2 separate regions of the Macaca mulatta genome follow, and region 1 is linked to region 2. The links are chromatin contacts, called in public Hi-C maps. All regions are on one chromosome and are shown on one strand. Each heading gives the region's core, a stretch centred on a gene start, on an enhancer-like site or on the middle of the called end of the contact. The rest is flanking DNA. Distances are from core to core; before and after follow the strand shown. Region 1 overlaps FBXO34 (F-box protein 34). Region 2 holds the start of FBXO34 (F-box protein 34).

What was found. Hi-C and Micro-C count contacts between places; a contact is called where the count stands out from the background.
Region 1: a Hi-C map of CD4 T cells shows a contact between it and region 2, with 4 times the contacts expected there. The contact joins the enhancer-like site here to the promoter of FBXO34 in region 2. A contact is called at or near these places in 4 of 14 Hi-C or Micro-C datasets (CD4 T cells, cortical neurons, fibroblasts and 1 more).

Annotation. Positions count from the first base shown.
Region 1 is chr7:128,475,314-128,480,989 of T2T-MMU8v2.0, forward strand. FBXO34 (F-box protein 34) reads left to right here. Exons shown (of 2, transcript NM_001266246.1): 2 at 5,235-5,676. The coding sequence starts at 5,245. Among named protein-coding and RNA genes, the nearest start is that of ATG14, 67 kb to the right of the region's middle. Within about 2 kb of position 1,483, at least 5 of the 40 cell types and tissues checked have an H3K27ac peak or open chromatin away from gene starts, as enhancers often do. A contact at or near this core is called in CD4 T cells, where this site is marked.
Region 2 is chr7:128,399,080-128,404,965 of T2T-MMU8v2.0, forward strand. FBXO34 (F-box protein 34) reads left to right here and starts at 2,175. Exons shown (of 2, transcript NM_001266246.1): 1 at 2,175-2,255.

The DNA of each region.
Region 1 (5,676 bases), core at 233-2,732, 76 kb after region 2:
TTTTATATTAGTATGGTTTATGTGATCTGTCTGCCTTAATGCATCACAGCTCTGTGTAGTAGTTTTATGTGGCACTTATGAAAAACTGACCTAATTTGAAAGATAAAAGTTCTTGGAATAGATGCTGTCAGAATTATTTAATTTTATTTGTGTCATAATTTATCATAGGTTTTTGATGTATCGTCCTTCATAGTGGGGAAAATATAGATCCAGGAGACTGTATTTCCTATCTAATTCTAATCTTAATTTTACCACTGCCTAGCTGTGGGACTTCAGAAGTCACTTTATTTGTGCTTCCTCATTTTTGAAAACAAGGATTTCATTATATATATCTGCAGCACTTTGCCGAGTTGCTAATTATTTGTACAATGGTCCAGTGAAGAAGGCTGTCATAAGATGGTCTCTGGAAGCTTCTACAGTTTTTAAGAAACAAATGATGAATTTCCTTACTGTATACTTTTTTCCTCTCTAAAGGTATTAGATAATGAGAAGGGGCCTTTGTATACTACTCTATTTTTATTCCTCCAATTTTTTTTTTTTTTGGTCCCACGAGACGGAATCTTGCTCTGTCACCCAGAGCCAGTGTACAGTGATGTGGTCTCAGCTCACTGCAACCTCCGCCTCCCGCATTCAGGCAATTCTCCTGCCTTAGCCTCCTGAGTAGCTGGAATTACAGGCGCCCACCACCACACCCGGCTAATTTTTGTATTTTTAGTAGAGATGGGGTTTCATCATGTTGGCCAGGCTGGTCTCGAACTCCTGACCTCGTGATCCGCCCGCCTCCACCTCCCAAAGTGCTGGTATTACTAGCATGAGCCACTGCCCCCAGCCATTATTCCTCCGATTTTTATAAATAAAGAGTGGCTGTTATGCTAATAAGTGACTCCTTTTTGGAATTAGCATTCCTGTGCCTTTACTGAACCAGAAAGACACATGAACTGCCTTATCTTCTAACTTGTTTTGATAAGCAAGGCTGAAGACTAACAAGTTAGAAAACCGGCATCTGCCTTTGATATTATGGCTTCCTATTAGCAGTAAGAGAAATCTCGTCCTTTCCCCTATTCTGACCACATATTGTCATTCGATTTGTCATCAGGTTTACCCCTCTGTGGACAAGAGTTAGTATGACTCTTGAAGTGTTGGGATTTATCCAACTACATTTTTTTAAAAGGAAAGTTTAGTTGTCTTTTATGGCTTCATTTTGGGGAGTGTATACTCTATTTAGGTGAGAGTTTTCTTTTTTAAGCTGAACTTAGAGTCTAAAAGGAATAGTGGAATTATTGAATACAGGATTTGGGCCTTTACTGGAATAAAGTTGCTCAAATTATACCTGGTTCACTGTTATATCTCCCTGTAGACCTGGAAAGGATTTAAGGTGACAGGTATGTTGAGACTGTCCTTCATAACCAAGCTTAGTGAGAGAGTCGCTGTCGTTGGTGCTCACCCTCTCAGCTTCTAGTCACCCCTCCACCATGAACTTTTGACTTCTTGTGGTTTTTTTTTTTCTTTCTTTTTTTTTTTTTTAACTTAAAGTTCTGGGTTACCTGTGCAGAATGTGCAGGTTTGTTACATAGGTATACATGTGCCGTGGTGGTTTGCTGCATCTGTCAACCTGTCATTTAGGTTTTAAGCCCCGCATGCATTAGGTATTTGTCCTAATGCTCTCCCTCCCCTTGTTTTTACCCAGCCCTTCGATAAGATGCTTCAGTATGGACTGTCTGCTTGATTTTTTGTTGGGCAGTTCCACCTTAACCCCTGTTAGTAGCCCAGCACCTAAGTTCACATCTAGAATCCCACTTTTACATTAGATCTAACACGTGACCTCTAAAGTCCCTTTCAATTTCAACCTAACATTAAAAACAGATTCTGGGCCCAGTCTGAGAAATTGTGATTTAATGGGCCTAGGGGATCTTAATTTCTTTTAAGGGCCTTTCTGAGAATCTAGGGAACATTGATGTGTAGGTGCTATAAACCTGCATTTTATTTTATTGCAAGAGAGCAGGACTTTATTATAGCAATAGTTTAAAATACAATTGTGATGAAGAGGTAGGCAACCATGGAAACGTAGCTGGAGCTTTACCCCACCCATGCCTGTCTTTGTGTGTGGGGGTGACTTGGGGGTGGGAAAGTGCCACCATCTGTTGTAATGTGTTAGAGATTTAAAGTTTTTGCTTTATGGATTTTTGCAGCAGATGCCCTTTGCTTCCTGCATTATATCCTCTCAGGCCATCACTGGTTTCAAACAAAACTTAGATTTTTGTAGTTTCTCTACATCTTGCCAACAGCTTTCTATTTTCTGCCTCAGGGCTTTCAAACCCAGCACATAAGGGGGAAAGGCTAACCTCAGGCAACCTTCAACCAGTGAGGGATTGGAGCTGGTGCCTAAATGTCCTGCTTCTTTCAGGGGTCTCACAGGATCACCGCACTTCCCAGCAGTCACCTTGTGTGTCCTTATTGGCTATTTTCCTTCCCTCACATCTGTTCCCTGGGATCATCTCCTATTTTAATCTCGCTGAAATCTTGTACACATAGTGTTAGTTGAGCTGACTTTAAAGCTCGAATGCAAATAAAAGCCTTCTGTAATTACATTAGTTTCTTTTTAATGTCCCTGTCTGTCAATAATAGCACCTAAAATAATACATGGGGGAAGAAGTCGAAGAGAACATATTGTGCAATCCAAAATGGCACACATACTGCTAAAGTTTAAATTAAATTTGTTCATAGATACTGTGTAATGAGATCATTATGTGAGAATTTATTGGGTTTTTTGACACTTCCATTTCATTTCATTTAGGAATGGGGTTGAACGGATATGAAAACCCAGAAAATAGTTGGCACAGAGAGATAGCACTAGGTGTGCCTCTTTTATTCATTTATATGTCATCTGTTCTTGAATTCTGGGTGGCTGTATTTGTAAGACTATACAGTATAATAATAGAAAGCTATTAAAACTGTCACAGTGCAGAAAGGGGGAAGATCTCTACAGATGATTAGACTATAAATTGCCAAAGATCAGAAAGACCTTGATAATATCTATTTCAAAGGTTTTGTTTGGTTGTTTAGTTGGGTTTGTTTTTTTGTTGTTTTTGGAGACAGGGTCTTGCTGTATTGCCCAGGCTAGAGTATAGTGGCGTGATCATAGCTTACTGTAACCTTAAACTCCTGGGCTCAAGCGATCCTTCTGCCTCAGCCACCCTATTCGCTAAGACTACAGGCACGTGCCATCACACCTGGCTAATTAAAAACATTTTTTTCTTTAGATATGAGGTCTTGCCATGTTGTCCAGGCTTTCCTAGTTGAAGCGTACATCTTGGACAGCTCAGTATATTCATCCTTGTTTGCTCCGCATTTACTGAGTGCCTGCCATATGGCTGCCTCTATGGTAACTGTTTTCACATATCAGTTTTAATCACCAGGAATAAACTTGGTCCCAAACTCCTGGCCTCAAAGGGTCCTCCTACCTATGCCTCCCAAAGCACTGGGACTATAGGTGTGAGCCACCATGCCTGGCTCCTGTTTCAGGAGTATCTTTTAAAAAACACTTTTGTATGCTTTAAATGCAAAATTTCTCTTTATCTGGCTAGAAGATAACAGTATCCATAATTATTCTTTTATCTGAGACTAGAACGTAGGATTTAAAAGTTGAAGTGAAAGGTAAACTTGTTCTAGACGATCACTTTCATTCTTGGTGATTAAAACTGATAACCTGAAATCAGTTACCACAGAGGCTGCCATATGGCTGGCACCCGGTAAATGTGGAGCAGAGGATGAATAAACTGAGCTCTCTGAGATGTATGTGTTCAGCTGCTGTCCCAGTGAGCAAGAGCAGGTGAAACTTCACGTGCTTAGACCTGTAGGTGCTGTTGCCTCACTCCCACCAAACTGGGACTGCAGATCTTTATTTTAGTTTCTAAGTTTATTTTGCAGGAGTCCAGGCATCCCTAGAAAATACTCTTTCTTCCGTCCAGGGTGTTTTGTGTATCTGTGTGCTATTTTATGTAAATCGTACATTTGACCAGTTCATTAGGTTATCTAGTATTTCAACCCCTCAGTTAACGTTTCAACTGAGGCCGAGAGAGGAAGTGACTTGCCCAAGGTAAAATCACCCTGTCTAGATAATCAGTGATGTGGCAGGGACTAGAACACTAGTCTCTGCAGTAATCATCTTTTTGTCTTATTTCTGAAATAGCTCCCATCTCTAGCCCTGGCCAAGGACCAAAATAAGGCACCATCTTTCTGAACTAGTTCAAAATGGTTTTAGAATTAATAAGTACTGTAGGGTCTATATTTAAGATGGTTACAGGAAATTTGACAGTTAAATGTTTCTACACATAAATTATTTAGAAAATCAAGACTAATAGATGGGCAAAGTACACAAGGAAACAAGTGAAAAATTATAAACATCTAAATATTCAGTATTCAGTGGTATGGGAATAGTTTAGGAAGCAATAATTTTCTTTTTTTTTTTCTTTTTTTTTTTGAGACAAAGTCTCACTCTGTTGCCCAGGTTGGAGTGCAGTGGTGCGTGTGATCTTGGCTGCAGCCCCCGCCCCCGGGTTAAAGCAGTTCTTGTGCCTCAGCTTCTCGAGTATTTGGGATTACAGGCGCCCCACCACGCCCGGCTAATTTTTGTACTTCTAGTAAAGACAGGGTTTTACCATGTTGGCCAGGCTGGTCTTGAACTCCTGGACCCAGGTGATACGCCTGCTTGTCCTCCCAGAGTGCTGGGATTACAGGCGTGAGCCACCATGCCTGGCCAGGAAGCAATAATTTTGATGGGCTATTTGCAACTAATAAAATGCTAATTGTGATGATCTAGAAAGAGTGTTTAAAAACCTAACAGGGATCATGGAGGAGTTCTTTTTATACTTTCCTTTCTTCTATGCCTAAAACTTAGGTGTCTTCAGGAAGTTCAGATTTTTTTTTTAATTTAAAAGGTTAAGTTTACCAAATGTTAACTGATGTCAGTTTCTGAAGTTCTTCAGTCAAAACCGATTTATTTTCGGTAAAAAAAAAAAAAGTACTACACACCATATAAACTGGTTATATTTTGCTTTTTGTTATTCTTGATACGTGCAGTAAAAACTAGCTATCATGAGAGAGTTGGTAAAGATTTAGTGAACTGGTAGAAAATGTTCTTCTTAGTTGCTAGAACCATCTGAGCTTAAATTTAAAAACATTTTTTCTAAAAACAAAATTGGTTTCTGAATCAAATGTGTATTTCTTTCCTATAGGGGCTTTGTTATGCACCTAAAGCCATATTGGAAGCTCCAGAAGAAAGAGCACCCCCCGGAAGTCAGCAGGGAAACGCAGAGAACTCCTATGAACCACCAAAAGGCTGTAAATGATGAAACATGCAAAGCTAGCCACGTAACACCAAGTGTCTTTCCTTCAGCCTCTCTTGGTAAAGCATCATCTCGAAAGCCGTTTGGGATCCTTTCTCCAAATGTTCTGTGCAGTATGAGTGGGAAGAGTCCTGTAGAGAGCAGCTTGAATGTTAAAACCAAAAAGAATGCACCATCTGCAACGATCCACCAGGGCGAAGAAGAAGGACCACTTGATATCTGGGCTGTTGTGAAACCTGGAAATACCAAGGAAAAAATTGCATTCTTTGCAGCCCACCAGTGTAGTAACAGGATAGGATCTATGAAAATAAAAAGTTCCTGGGATATTGAT
Region 2 (5,886 bases), core at 925-3,424:
GTTCAAGCAATTCTGCCTCAGCCTCCCAAGTAGCTGGGACTACAGGCGTGCACTACCACGCTGGGCTAACTTTTGTATTTTTAGTAGAGATAAGGTTTCACCATGTTGGCAAGGCTGGTCTTGATCTCCTCACCTCAAGTGATCTGCCTGCCTCGGCCTCCCAAAGTGCTGGGATTACAGGCGTGAGCCACCATGCCCAGACGGAATCAAGAGGTTTTAAGAAGGACAGTGTTTAAGATGAATCTGAAAGGATAGATTGAAGTTTTACAATTTTGAGCTAACTATGACATAAGGAACCTTCAAATGATAATGATATATTGAGCTAATATTGATCATATATTAAATCAGACATACAGTTTGATGCCAAGGTATACCATATAACACCCCTCCTTAATTTTTTTTTTCTTTTTGAGATGTGAGCCACCGTGCCTGGCCTTCCCCTCTCCAATTTTTATTAAAAATATGTGTATAGATAAAGGTCTAGATGGAGATATTAAGTGGTTATTTCTTGGTGGTGAGATTATGGGAAATATTTATATTTATTTTGCTTTTATGTTTTAATATTTAAGATTTTACACATATATTTTACAAGAGTAGTTTTATAATTGGACAAAAGCACTTTTGTTAAGGACTGGCTAAAATCAAAGTTGCTGGTTTAAGTGTAACTTGGTACAACTTTTAAAAAATAATTTGGCAGTTTGTATTAGTAACTGTGAAAGTGTTGATAGTCTTTTTCACCTAGTAATTTCACTTTTGGGTGTCTTTAAAAATCTACATTCATGAAGATGTTCTATGATTTCTTTATAATGGCAAAAAGTGAAGGAAACAATTTATGTCCAAAACTAGAGAATTAATGCAGTAAATTTTATGTCCACTTAATGTATTTTTATGCAGCTGTTAAACTGGTTATGAAGCTTATGTAGAAATATGAGAAATGCTTATAAAAGTGAAAAGAGGATGCAATATCGCATACAACTACTATTACACAGTGTAGTAAAATATATGTGATGGGGCAAAAGGTCTAAAAGAAAATACATTGTCCTCATGTTTTTCAATGTGGTTAATATTACTTTCACAATGAAAACAATAATAAGTTTAAAGGTTGGGGATCAAAAGTTCCTCACTGACCCTCTGATTTGAATGTAAAGTATTAAAAATTTATGTCCATCATTGGCCGGGCGCGGTGGCTCAAGCCTGTAATCCCAGCACTTTGGGAGGCCGAGACGGGTGGATCACGAGGTCAGCAGATCGAGACCATCCTGGCTAACACGGTGAAACCCCGTCTCTACTAAAAAGCAGATCGAGACCATCCTGGCTAACACGGTGAAACCCCGTCTCTACTAAAAAATACAAAAAAAAAAAAAAAAAAAAAAAAAAACTAGCCAGGCGAAGTGGCGGGCGCCTGTAGTCCCAGCTACTCGGGAGGCTGAGACAGGAGAATGGCTAAACCCGGGAGGCGGAGCTTGCAGTAAGCTGAGATCCGGCCACTGCACTCCAGCCTGGGTGACAGAGCGAGACTCCGTCTCAAAAAAAAAAAAAAAAAAAAAAATTTATGTCCATCATTAACCAGTCCTTAAGCTTCTACAGACTTTAACAGTTTGGTGTCAACCTCAACGTTTATCTACTTTCTGACAGGTATCCCTGCCATGATTTGCATGGGAAAGAGAGTCAGAAGGGACCCTTCCAATTTCGTCATTTCACAAATTGAAACTTGAACCCCAGCCTTCCAAGCTAGCAGCAGAACCAAGATGGGGATCCAGGTCTACTAGGTTATCTAATAGTATCTGAGACCATTTATAGCTTCAGGTCTACCCACGAATATTCATAAACTTGACATGTCTGCTGACTGAACCCTGGCATCACTACCCTTCTGGCTGGCCTGGGGGGTTTGATTCCCCACAGTAGTGCTCAAACTTATTTTCTACCACTTGGGGGCCGCAGACGCGTCATCCAGGAGGTCTCCCTTTTCACTTTCCCCCTTCCCGCCCCCAGTGGCCGGCAGGGGGCGCCGTGACACCCTGGTTCCGTGGCCCCTCCCCCGGCCAACCGTCGATTGGGCCGGCGCGTGACGTCACTCCGTTTTAGCCAAACAAATGGGTTTCGGGGCGAGCGTTGGGCGCCGCCGCGCCGTGCTGGGTGCTCGGTCCGCCTCAGCGGTGGGGAGCGAGCCAGGCCTCCCGCCACCGCTGCCGCCGCCGCCACTGCATCGGGCTGGTGCAGCCCCGGTCCAGGCCGTGGCCGGGGCAGGAGCGCAGGTGAGTCCGGGCCGGGGTGGGGCGTGGCGCAAGGGCCGCGCGGCTGGGGTTCGGCGGCGGCCACCGTGGCCGCTCCCCGCCCCCTCCCGCCGCCTGCCTGCGCTCCCGGGGCGCCGGGCGGGTGGGGGCGGGGGCGCCGCCCGCGGGTCCGGGGCAGGGACCCGGCTGCCTGCGCCTCCTCCGGGGCGGCCCTCCCCGCGCGCACGCACGGCCCGGGCGCTGAGCGCCCCCGCGGGCCACGGAGGGTCGGGCGGGTAGGGAGCGGGGTCCCGGGTCCCGGCTGAAGCCGAGGAGATCACAGATAGGCCGTGAGCGGGTACCGGACCGGCGCTCCCACCTACGGGACCCCGGGCGGTGAGGAAGTCAGCCTTTGGACTTGGGTCGCCTCGCCCCTGTCGCGCTCGGCCACTCTGCCCTTCCCTGCCCCAGCACAGGTGAGCTGGCGCTTGTCCTTAACCTTCCTCGGCGACGAGGCGGGACGGAGGCTCGGACGCCTCCCCAGCCTCTGGGCTGGCGCAAGCCGACTGCGATTCGTCCCCAGTCCGCGGTGAAGTCATAGAGCTGTGGGTCCGCATGTCTGTGACGTCAGTAGATGGGTCCTGGGATGTCACCGCAGGCCCGGGCGGGGACCTGGGCTCGCGGAAGGGCCGGGGGGACCCGCAGGGGAGAAAAAGGAAGTTGTGTTCCACGAACGCCTGGAATCGCAGTGAATTTGAATCGAAAGTTGTTCGATATCAGCATTTTGCAGTTTTAATGTAATAGTTGTCAATTTCTTTAACTTCTTGTCCAGCAAGCGTTTCGAGTACAGCTTAGTATAAGACATTTGATTTAGAAAAATTTAAGTCAAGGTAGGAGATTTTTTGGAGGGTGTAATGTAAAAAGCCTTTTAGGAAGCTAAATTCATAGTTTGATGGTTTGTGATCAGAATTACTGAAAAAAAGAGAACCACTTCTAGTGCTGATAAATCAGTTTGCTTTACTTTTGTTTTTTTTTTTTTTAAACTGGACATCTATCTGCTTGTTAGCATTTTTTGTTAGCAAATGGCTAGGAGGAGGGAGAGTGGATCTTACATGATTTTTTTCTTTTTTTTCTGTTGTAAAGGGAGGGAGGAGTTTGAATTAATCCAACATTTGTCTTAAATAATAATTACCTGAGGAATTAATTTATCCAGGTTGTCCCTATCCTACCCTGTGCTACCATGCTACCACCCCTTGCTACCATGGTTTAGAAGTCAGCAACAAACCTTTTTCTTGCTTTCTTACTAAGACCCGGCTGTAACTTAATATAATAACATATTCCAGGACCGCTTGTCTGGATAGTTAACTAACATTTTGTCTTTAGTGCTTTTAAATATGAAATTACAGAATTAAAAAAAATGATTTGTCAATGAATGCTGTTTTTCTTCCAAAGCTTTCAAAAGAGATCTAAACTGGAAGAGAAGCTAGTCACTTGTCGTAGTAACTGACCCTCTTCAGGTATTCCAGCATATCAGTACTTTTCATTTCCTCCTCTTTGTAGAATAATGTAAATGGAATCTAGTTCAAAAGGTAGATGGCTTAAAATTGAAGCATAGGTACAATTGGTGTCTTTAGCAGGAAGCTTGAGTAGAAGTCCTTAGTCCTTCCTCACTGACCTTGACTTGTAATGGTAGGGTTTTTTTTTTTTTCTCTCTCTCTCTCTCTCAATACTTCCTGCTCCCCATTTGTCTTTTAAAGGTGATTGATAACATATTGTCTCTCTGGGTTTTACATCAACATGCAGGTGGAAGTTATGCCCATTTTCAGGCAGGAAATAAAAGCAAAAATTCACCCCTGTTAGGTACTGTTGGATTTGACTGGAAGTTCACAAAACAAGGCTTTTCTGTACATCTTATTTTGATCCTCACCACAACCTTGGGAATTTGACAGCATTGTGTGCACTACTGAAAGTTGTTCTGTTTTTTTCTTCCTTCTTTTAAGAAATTAGGAATTTTATGCTGACAGTGTTGAGTGAAGTCCCTAAAGATACAATTCTGTGTACAAATTATTTTTTGTATATACAAACTTTGTATACAAAATTTTGTATAAAAGATACAAATTTGAGCCTTTGGATAACCAGAGACTTGAGAGGCACCTGAATTAATATGAAACTGCTGATATTGAGAGTTAGTCAACCTTCTCTTGAAGATGAAAGAGTCTTGGCAAGATACTATGTAATGCAACTGAAGGGGGTCCAAAATGGAACTTGCATGTGTTTTTCCCAAGTGGTAGCCATTCTGGGGCCGGCTACATGGCTCTCTGTAAGTTAGGTGTACTCGTTTGTTTGTTTGTTTTTTTGAAACGGAGTCTTGCTCTGTCGCCCAGGCTGGAGTGCAGTGGCACGATCTCGGCTCACTGCAACCTCTGCCTCCCGGGTTCAGGCGATTCTCCTGGCTCAGCCTCCCGAGTAGCTGGGACTATAGGCGCGTGCCACCATTTCCAGCTAATTTTTGTATTTAGTTTTACTGTGTTGGCCAGGCTGGTTGTGAACTCCTGACCTCATGATCCGCACACCTCAGCCTCCCAAAGTGCTGGGATTACAGGTGTGAGCCACTGTTCCCGGCCAGGTGTACTAGTATTAATGGGAAAGGATGAAAGTCAGACTAAACCAGAAAGACCTACAGCTGATAAGGAGACACCTGCTCTTTGGCAGTGCTTTTTTCCCCTCTGTTTTGCTTAGCAATTGCGAAGTTTTACTTTTTCCTCATGGAAAATGAGTTAATAGGTGAAGAATACATGTCGTAGGGCATACTGATGTGACTGAGGAACAATGACAGATATTTAAAAAGTCAGCTAGTGAGTGTTGTTGTGCAGTTATCTAACAAGCCATAACTCGTGTGAAACATTTTTACAGTCTGTTTCTATTTTTGGCAGGATATTTTTCACCCGTGCTTTCCAGTTTTGGGTCTGGGAAGCAGCTTTTACTTCATATAGATGGTTTTATGGAAATTAATTTTGAGATTGGTTTATTATTTTAAGTCATCCACTTATGTAATTTGAAGGCACTAAATTAAACAGTCATTTGTTATGTGGCATCTTTCTGATGGATAAAAGCAAGTGTCAAGAATGAGAGTACTGTATTGTAGAAATTCCTCAGGATATGTTTATTGGATCAATTATTTTATTAACATTTAGGATTTAAATTCTTACAAAATTTTTACTTTATTTTTTAAACTTAATTTATGTTTAGCTTAATTTGACAGTTTTTATATTCTAGTAAATTTTAATCTTGTTTTAGTATTTGTTTGGGAGAGAACGTACTTATCTTTAGAGACATCATTTAGTTTTATCATCCAAAATTTGCAGCTGTTTAGAACCAGATACTTGAGGGAAGCTACTATGGTATGATGAATGCCTTCCTTGTTAGGTCATGTGTGACAAAGGCAAAATTCAGCAAGTGCATAATCTGCAGTCCTTTGGAAGCAACAAAAACAAAAAAGAGCAGATTAACTTGAAATGCATTTAGGTCATCTGGAAATTGAATTCCTGTCAGTTCTTATCTTTGCATAATTTATCTTCTCCCCTTTAGTTAATGCTTATGGTATTTTGAAGCTGATGACATACTGTATTTTCCAGGAGAGCATTAATACAGTGTAGTTGTTTCTTAGTGTTGG